Regions from separate parts of the Mus musculus genome. Here regions 2 and 3 are each linked to region 1. A link is a contact called in public Hi-C and HiChIP or PLAC-seq data. All regions are on one chromosome and are shown on one strand. The core of a region is the stretch at or near the end of the contact, and the rest is flanking DNA. Distances in the headings are between cores, read along the strand shown.

Region 1 (2,700 bases), core at 32-2,531:
CTACATTTCCTCTGTCTCTCATATGAAGCTCCTACCCTGTAAAGTAGACCTGTATACGCATGAACGGGAGTAAGTGTGGGTAAACCCTTAAAAATTAGAGACGAGACCAAGAGAGATGAGAATAGGTGATGAAGGATGGGGGAGGGGACATGAAAGGAGAAGAGAACAGAGGGGTGCACAGCAAAGTCAGGGGTCACGGGGTGGGTGGGGGAGGTGAGAGAAAAGGAGGGTCTACTAAAACGAAATTTTGTTCTAAAATGTCCCAGAGATAACTAATAGCTCATATGCTAATTTGAAATAAAAAAGCAAATCAAAACACTCAGGCACATGTAGGACTTAGAAAGTGACAAACCGGGAAAGCAACATGAACACACATAAACCTGGCATGCTAACGTCTCGATTTCTGCTGGTCGTGAGAAAGACTACATGATTAGAGAACCCAATGGGAACCCAAAATTTTGGAAAAGAAGAACATTTATCTAACTGTTCTGGCTCTTTTTCCCTGAGGGTTTTTCTTTTATTCCTGGAGTTCGTCACCAGATTGGCTCATCACCTGTAGAAGCCCCCACACTTCCCCATGTCGTGCTTTCAGTGGAAGAGACGAGTTCACCCTACCAAGGTTAGCTGGCCTGTGACAGCGGCTCACGTTCTCCTGAGTTTGTATGTCAAGAGGCACAGGACACAAAAATACATGCAGTTCGTATGCCCCCATACTTCATGGACTCACGGTGACACGCATGTGACATAGTCACTGATGCTAAATATAAATATACAGAATCGTATGTGTGTGAGCTCGCAGGGGGCAGGAGGAACACAGCCTGGAAGCATCATAGGTGCACCAATTTGAACTGGATATGTGCCAGGGGAGGGGTCAGGCAACCAAGTGCAACACAGCCCAGCACCCCTGCCCATGCCTCTGGGATCTGAGCGTGCAAGTGCTGGGCGGTTAACCGAGGGGCTCCGCTTCTTCACGAGTGCCCAGCACCCATCCCCCCTCTCGCCTGCGATTTCGGATGCCTTGTCACGTCTGGCCCTCTGTTCCTTTCCGTCCTCCCCACCGCCTGCTCCCGGCACGGCACGTTCGCTCCCACCTCACTCTTGGCTTCGCCCCTCGCTCTCCACCCAAGGCCTCCCTCTTGCCTTGTAGTTTTAGCTCTCCTCCGCCGCTGCTTTCTTGCAGATTGTCCTTGGGGAAAGGGGGAGGGGAGCTTGGCGAACACGGGGAGGAGCCAGGTGGAGGCAGCCGCGGGAGGAGGAGAGGCTTCCAAACCTCTACAGGCCGAAAATGGCAAGGAGGCTCCGCCTCCCTCTGCTTGCCTCTCTCCTCCTCTTCCTCCACCCCTTAAGAACCCTGATGCCTTGTGGCCGCTGCTTGCATGCTTGCTTCCCGAGCACATCTTTATCTTGGGAGCTAGCTGCTCGTGTGCGTGGTGAGGGTTAGAATTTATCTAGTTGCTAATCTTGTCTCCAACTAAGCCAACTTTTTCTCTCCTGGCTTGTCTGCTATTCCTTGAATTCAAACGTGTGCCACTGTTAAAATCCAACCACAGCAATTGACCACCCCTATCGCGCTTTCAAGGGACATGTTTATCTGGAGTCTGTGTGCCAGGCTTTGTCTTAAGACAGATACCTGCCTTTAAGAAACACAGAACACTGGTATATCTTATACAATAACCTCAAAAGTCTTTCCACGTTTGCATCATTTCTCAGAGAGGAAAGAGGGCGAATCCAGCTTGCATGCTACCACGGACCAAAGAGGGAAAGGCCCCTTCTCAAGTCCGCAGCAGCAGGTTGCAAGAGTCTGGGAGGGAAAAGCTACCTCCCAGAAGATACTTTTGCAGCAGGCGCTCTAAGGAACACTGGGCTGGTGTTCCCTGAGCACCACCAACATCCCCAGCTCACACCCTCTGCTCTGCTGCCTCCCCTCTTGTCTTTGCTTGAATGCTTATCCACAGTCAACTTTACTCTGTGTCCCAGGACCGGCGGATTTCTCTACTGCCCTTTCTTTCTCTGCTAGCTTTGCCTCTGCCATGTACATTCCGGCTGCCAACGATAAGAATGCAAGTGAACCTATAAAACCGAAGGCAGTATTTGCAAATCATGTATCTGATAAAGGACTGGGATGTAGAAGAAAGACCCCTCAGACCTGCCTAGTAACCCCACCCGGTGCTGGTGCGGTCTGCCTTTCTGTACCCTTTCCCCCACCCACCTCCCATCTTCTACCTCTCTCAACCCTCATCTGAGAGTTTCTATTTGTCGTAGGTGGTGATTAACACAGCAACCACAGCTGGACAAAGTGCAACAAATAATAGACCGCACCCCCACCCAGGAGGCCCAGGAATCATTCCCAAGGAAGGGTCAGAAAGAAGGGAAGGGCCAGAGGCAGTGGGAGGCTGCAAGGAAAATTATCTTATGGGCACACCGGGGCAGCTGCAGATATGAATCCAGAGCAGTTTCGACAGCATTTACAAAATCTGTGCAAGCCAAGTCCAGACCATTCCAGCCATGGAGCAAATGGCAATCCTTAGCTGCTGGAGGCAGGGAGAGACAGTTTTCTGAGAGTGTAGCCCCTGATGAGTTGACTCCAGAGGAAGACCACATCCAACATTGTTTGGGCAGCACAGATTGGTCTTAAAGGGTTAAAAGAACACAAAACCGGGTGGGTAGCGAAGGGGAAGAGATTGGGAAAAGCATGGGGAG
Region 2 (2,700 bases), core at 166-2,665, 530 kb before region 1:
GGAGATAAAAGGCTCGATTTAATCCTGTCAGGGGACCCTTTCAAGCCCTGTTAGTGGTCCTTTCCCATATCGAGTGGGATGTCTAAGGGGAGACTGGTGACTCCATGAGGCTCTGACACTGACCCCCCCCCCCAACTCTTGTCCCATCTTTCCAGGCAGTCTTTCTGCTCTCTGAGCTCCGGGAATCACTGTCTAATGAGCTGATTTGTCTCAGTGGGTCAGGAGATAAAAGCAAAGAGAAGAATTAAATATTTATTGGTTGCCTGGTTCTCGGAGCAAAGAGCTTCCTTCCCATCCCCATGCCCCTGAGCTCCCCTGGCCTCACCTCCAGGCCCTCCTCTGCAGGGGGCTAGACTGAACACAGTCTGATGGCCCACCCCTGTGGTTGGTGGCCTTTCCAAGAAGCTGAGCTAGAGGCAGTGGTGAGTGAGAGCAGTCAAGGCCATGCGCAGGGGGGGTGGGCAGAGAGGAAAAAGAGACCAAGTTCTAGAATTCCTGTCTGCAGAGGCTGGTACGCGAGTCGCTAATGTTCTTCCAGCTCCCTAATTTGTCATTTACTTGAGGCACAAGTCCGGAGTGTCTCCCCCGGAGCTCAGCTTTCCCTGTTGTGTTCAGACCCCATGAACCCAGGATACGGAACTCCAAATGTTCCATGTTCGCTCTAAAAACCTCGGTGTCGGGGCCTTCTGTCCTCCCCTCCTCAGCCTCCTATGTCCTGAGCTTTGGGGCCACCTGCTCGAGCCTTCCCCCTACAGCGTCCCTGTGCACACACCGGAGTACCTGGGATACCTGGCTATGAGAGACCATCTTCCCACTTTCCTAGAGAGCCCCCCGCCGGCTTACGCGCGCTGCCCCGCTCGCTGCCAAGGCGTTTTTCAAAGTGCAGAACTGGGGGAAGGGTTGAAGAGAGAGAGGTGTCATCCCAACTCCCCCACCCCCACCCCCCACCCTCCCCCGCGGGCACTCACCGCCTCCGAGTCCTCAAACCCGGGCACGTAGGAGTCGTCATACATGGGGGAGTCCGGGGTGGGTGGGGGGAGCGAGCGGCGCCGGGGGCGAGGACGGCGGGCCGCGCCCGAGATGCCACCGAGCCGCGCAGCCCTGCGGGCGGCGGCGGCGGAGAGCGCGAGCGCGAAGGAAGGAGCGAGCCGCGAAGACCAGCTGCTCGCAGCTCAGATCACCGCTCCCCTCCCCACCCCCCAGCCCAGCCGGTCCCACCCCGAGCGCGCCAGCGCGGCTGAGGAATCTGCCGCCGGCTCCCACAACAATAGTGCCCGCCCACCTGACCCCCTCCCGGGAAGACGCGGGCGGCGGGGGCGCGGCAGCCAGGGGGGACCCGCCGGGGCCGCGGAACCGGGCGCACGCGAGTCGGGAAGGTGGGTCCCCGGCACCTCCGGGGCCGGGGCGGCGGGGAAGAAGGGCGGAGAGGCTGCAGGCGGGGCGGATCCCGGCGGGGAGGAGGCGGGGCGAGGAGAGATGCAGAGACAGGGACTCTCGCAACCCAGGAACTGCTCCGCCGGGAAACAAAGGGCTGGCGCGGGGGAGGGGAAGGGGAGAGACGCCGCAACCAGACGCGAGCCCGGTGGAGAATCGAGAGGGTGCGGGCGGCGGGGAGGATGGCTGGAGAGAGAGGAGGACTGGAGGCAGGGAGAACGCGGAGACAGGAAAATGGAGATCTAAAGGAGGACGGACAGCAGATGGGGAAGAGGTCTCAGGTGATCCGGCAATGTCAGCTCTCTGCAAGTCCTGGAGACACCCAAAGCAAACCCCGCAGTGGTACTAGGGAGAAATGGTTTTGAGCTCCCAGACCCGTGCCATGAAAGCAGCTCCTGCCCCAACAGGTGCCCGGCCCTCTCCGTTCCGGGCTGCGGTAAAGGGCCGACCCTTAAGAAGGGGGAAGTTCGGGGACGGTGGCTAGGCCTCCCCACACCTGTTGCACGGGCAGATTTTATCCAAGTTAAGCCGGGATGGAGATTCTCTTCTTCACTTCCCTGCCAAGGATTGTGCCAGACATTGCCAAAGCATCCGCGGGAACTGGGGCAGAAAGGGGCTGTTTTAGGTGAGCTTAAAGGGTGGAGCAAAGGTGCGATCCTGACGCTGAGGTTGGGAAGGAAGAAGGGTAAAGCCTACCGCTTTGCAAAAGACCAGAATTACGTACGGTGTGCAGGATGCTGGTTCTAATCATCCAGCACCAGTCAGCGCCCTCCACCCCCACCCCGCCATTCGAGGAAAGAGTCGCAATCTCTGAAGAGATCTTCTAAAAGCTGTCATCATTTGAGCTCGCTCCCTTTTTACATCCCTCCCCCCCCCCCCCCGACCAAAATTTTCCTTTTGCATTTTAACCTCCTGCTTGGGCATCCCAAGAGGATGTGAGGCAGACACCAGCCGTGCTTGGTGTCTCGCTTTCTCAACTCAGCCCTTTGCCACTTCTAGCTCCTGAAACCCCGGAGGGTGTAAGTTCAGGACACTTGCCCACCCTTCCGGTTACAATTGGGAAGGGTTCAAGAGATCTATAGAAGGTTCTGTGCGGTAGAAAGGAGAGGAAGACCACCCACCCAAGCCAACTGGCTTCCCACCTATATCTTATCTTCCTGTTCCCTCGGTAAGAAAAAGATGGGGGGGGGGGCTCATCTAATGACACCCTAGTCTGTCTCCTGACTGAAGGACCGGCAGGCAACTTTATTGGAGCCCTTGTGTCTG
Region 3 (2,700 bases), core at 100-2,599, 620 kb before region 1:
TTTTTTTTAAGATTTATTTTTATTGTGTATATGGACACTAGACGAGGGCATTGGAGTCCTTGGAGCTAGAGTTACAGACTTTTTGAGCCATCTGATGTGTGTGCAGGGAATTGGTCTTTGGAAGAGCAGCAAACTCTCTTAAGCACTGAGCCATCTATCCAGCCTCTGACAATGAGCATTTAAAAAATAATTCCTGGGTTAGGGGTGTTAACTAAGGCGCTTGCCAGGTATGAGCAGAGCCCTGCCTGGACTGGATCCCCAATACCACAAAGCCACCCCCAGAGAACATGAGAGCTTAATTAGAATGATAGCATTATATATGGAGGCACTCGCTAATGGGGCTGGAAGAGGAAATCCCAAAGGAAACTGGTTGGGTATTAGAGATGGAAGAAATCTCAGAATGTCGGTACAGGAGAACCACCAAGACAGCCAGGTCAGGGAGGTCAGGTTCTTCCAAATAAGAGGAAGTGTGTGTTGGGTGTGTGTGTGTGTAGTCTGAGCTGCTGGCCAGACACACAGGTGGAATTGTGTTTACAACCGGTATCAATGCTAAAGAAGACAACGAACCAAGAAACAGCCTGAGAATAAATATGGTATGGAAGGACACCATGCCAGACAGCCTTTGAGTGAGTGACCAGGAGCTGGGTACCACAGCTTAGGTTGTCAGTGAGTGTTCAGACCATGAAATTCGAAACTGGTAAGGCTGCCTAAAATTACTTGAGCCCCCTTTAAAAACTGAAGTCCTTGCATAAACACAAGACTGGTGTCCGTGCTGCTGTTGTGAAAAGGATTTGTGGAAAACAGGAAGGAAACGCCATTGCTGGTAGGAGAAGATCTGTGATGGATCACTTTTTACAGGAAGATGCCCCGTAATGCTTCCCAAGACAGGAGGCTGGAGAAGCCGCCAGCTCTTTCTGGACATACCCGAGAGCAGAATGAACAGGAGTGTGAAGGGTCAGCCGACTTGGACACCTGCCTCTGGGCTTAGTGGAAAGGGACAGATCTTAGAAGACCGAGCAGAGCACAAATGCTAGCCCTGTGCTTGAGTACTGTCACCAGTTGCCATGTTAACCTTGGGCAAGTGCCCTAGCTATGAAATGGGGACAAGTGTGTGCCTCCCTTTCCTGGCCATTCGCAGGTTAGAGACAAACGAACGCCCCTCTTTACAGTTGGTAATGGCAAATATGTGCTATTACATGATCCAGCCGTCGTCATGGGTCAGAAAGACTGTTAGATGGGTCACCATCCGCGACCTCCATCACAGGTTAGGGAATTCTGCAGTCTCTTCCCCTCTAGGAGGTGGGGACAAAGTGGAGGGAGGGCTGCAAGAGGAGGAGGAGGAGGAGCTAGCGCCTTGAAAACCCGCCCATACCAGTCTGGCCTGGAGTGAGGGAACCCGTCCTGGTCGCGTGCACCCGAACAGCCTGCCCTGGTATCCTGGTGCTCTGACCCGGTCCAATCATGACCCTGAGCCCTTTGCTCCTACCACTCCAGCTGTTACTGCTGCTACTGTTCAGTGGGGCGGTGTGCCGGGCTGAGGCTGGGCCAGAAACCGAAAGTCCTGTCCGGACCCTCCAAGTGGAGACCCTGGTGAGGAGACTGTGGTGCCACTCCCCTCCCCCCACCCCATGTCCCGCCGTTCCCCTTTACGGCCAGGGATCGCGGGGAAGCCTGGGACTCTAAATGGTCCTGTGAGAGTGAAGAGGAAAGAAGCGAAGGAACTGAGTTGGGGGAAAAGGTGCTGGGTCTCCAGAGGAGCTTAGGAGGAGCAGCCTTGACCCTTGTAGTCTGATCGTAGGTGCAGCCCCCTGAATCGTGCACGGAATCTGCTGCCATTGGAGACACGCTCCACATACACTACACGGTGAGGGGCTTGGGGGTCCGGGGCGTGGCCTGGGAGGGGCGGCGCCCGGCTGAAACACGTCAGCTTTGGCTTGGACACGTGGCAAGCTATCCTAGAGAACTTGAGTCCTAGGATCAGCCCGCACGTGGGGGCGTCCTCTCGCCTGCTTCTCTTTCTTCCTTGTTTTCTGCCGATTCCTCTCCAGCGCTGAGAAAAGAAGGATAGAGAGAGCTCCAAGAAGCGCCAGCCCCGTGGGGCTTCCTGTTCCTTCTTGCCCATGGTGGTGGTGGGTGGAAGGAGATGGGGACAGGACACAAGTTTGTTAAAGGGGTTGCTTCCTTCCGGGTGGTCCCAAATTGTGGGAAGAATGGTGGGTTTAGACCCACCATTTTTTTTTGTCTTCAGGGCAGTTTGGTAGATGGACGCATTATTGACACTTCTCTGACCAGAGATCCTCTGGTCATAGAACTCGGCCAAAAGCAGGTGATTCCAGGTATGTGCCCCGTGCCTCTGACCTCTCCCTAGCCTAAGCCCTTGCTTGCTTGCCGGCTGTATTGCTCTGGAACAGCCGCTAGAATGAAAAGGATCCCAAGGCTCTCCCGCTACCTCAGACTCCACTTCTAACACTCTTCTTGCCCCACACATCACTGCGGCAGAGAGTCTGAGAAGTGGAGCTAAGCTCATTTGATGACGGGGAGCCTTTGATTTTCCTCTTGGGTACTGTGGGGAAGATATGTAGCTTCTAGTTCAGTTTTGCCTTCTTCCTCAAGGTCTGGAGCAGAGCCTTTTGGACATGTGTGTGGGGTGAGTATCTGAAGGCCGGGGCCTGACTGCTCCTTTTTCCGGGTAGAAGGTTT

Evidence for each region. Hi-C and Micro-C count contacts between places; a contact is called where the count stands out from the background. HiChIP or PLAC-seq counts read pairs in DNA pulled down with a chosen protein or histone mark.
Region 2: a Hi-C map of the N1E-115 cell line shows a contact between it and region 1, with 2.6 times the contacts expected there. The contact joins the promoter of Cacnb3 here to the promoter of Pfkm in region 1. A contact is called at or near these places in 7 of 39 promoter capture datasets (the 3T3-L1 cell line, the SN4741 cell line, hippocampal neurons and 3 more), 2 of 484 Hi-C or Micro-C datasets (B cells and the N1E-115 cell line) and 2 of 115 datasets of contacts at active chromatin or transcription factors (large pre-B cells and pancreatic cancer cells).
Region 3: a contact with region 1 is called in an H3K27ac HiChIP or PLAC-seq map of embryonic stem cells, with 2.7 times the contacts expected there. The contact joins the promoter of Fkbp11 here to the promoter of Pfkm in region 1.

What each region holds. Positions count from the first base shown.
Region 1 is chr15:98,107,052-98,109,751 of GRCm38.p6, reverse strand. It overlaps Pfkm (phosphofructokinase, muscle), which reads right to left and starts at 1,281. Exons shown (of 23, transcript NM_001163487.1): 1 at 1,141-1,281.
Region 2 is chr15:98,633,482-98,636,181 of GRCm38.p6, reverse strand. Cacnb3 (calcium channel, voltage-dependent, beta 3 subunit) reads right to left here and starts at 1,415. Exons shown (of 13, transcript NM_007581.3): 1 at 969-1,415. The coding sequence starts at 1,013.
Region 3 is chr15:98,726,847-98,729,546 of GRCm38.p6, reverse strand. It overlaps Fkbp11 (FK506 binding protein 11), which reads left to right and starts at 1,349. Exons shown (of 6, transcript NM_024169.4): 1 at 1,349-1,590; 2 at 1,799-1,864; 3 at 2,249-2,336; 4 at 2,614-2,647. The coding sequence starts at 1,462.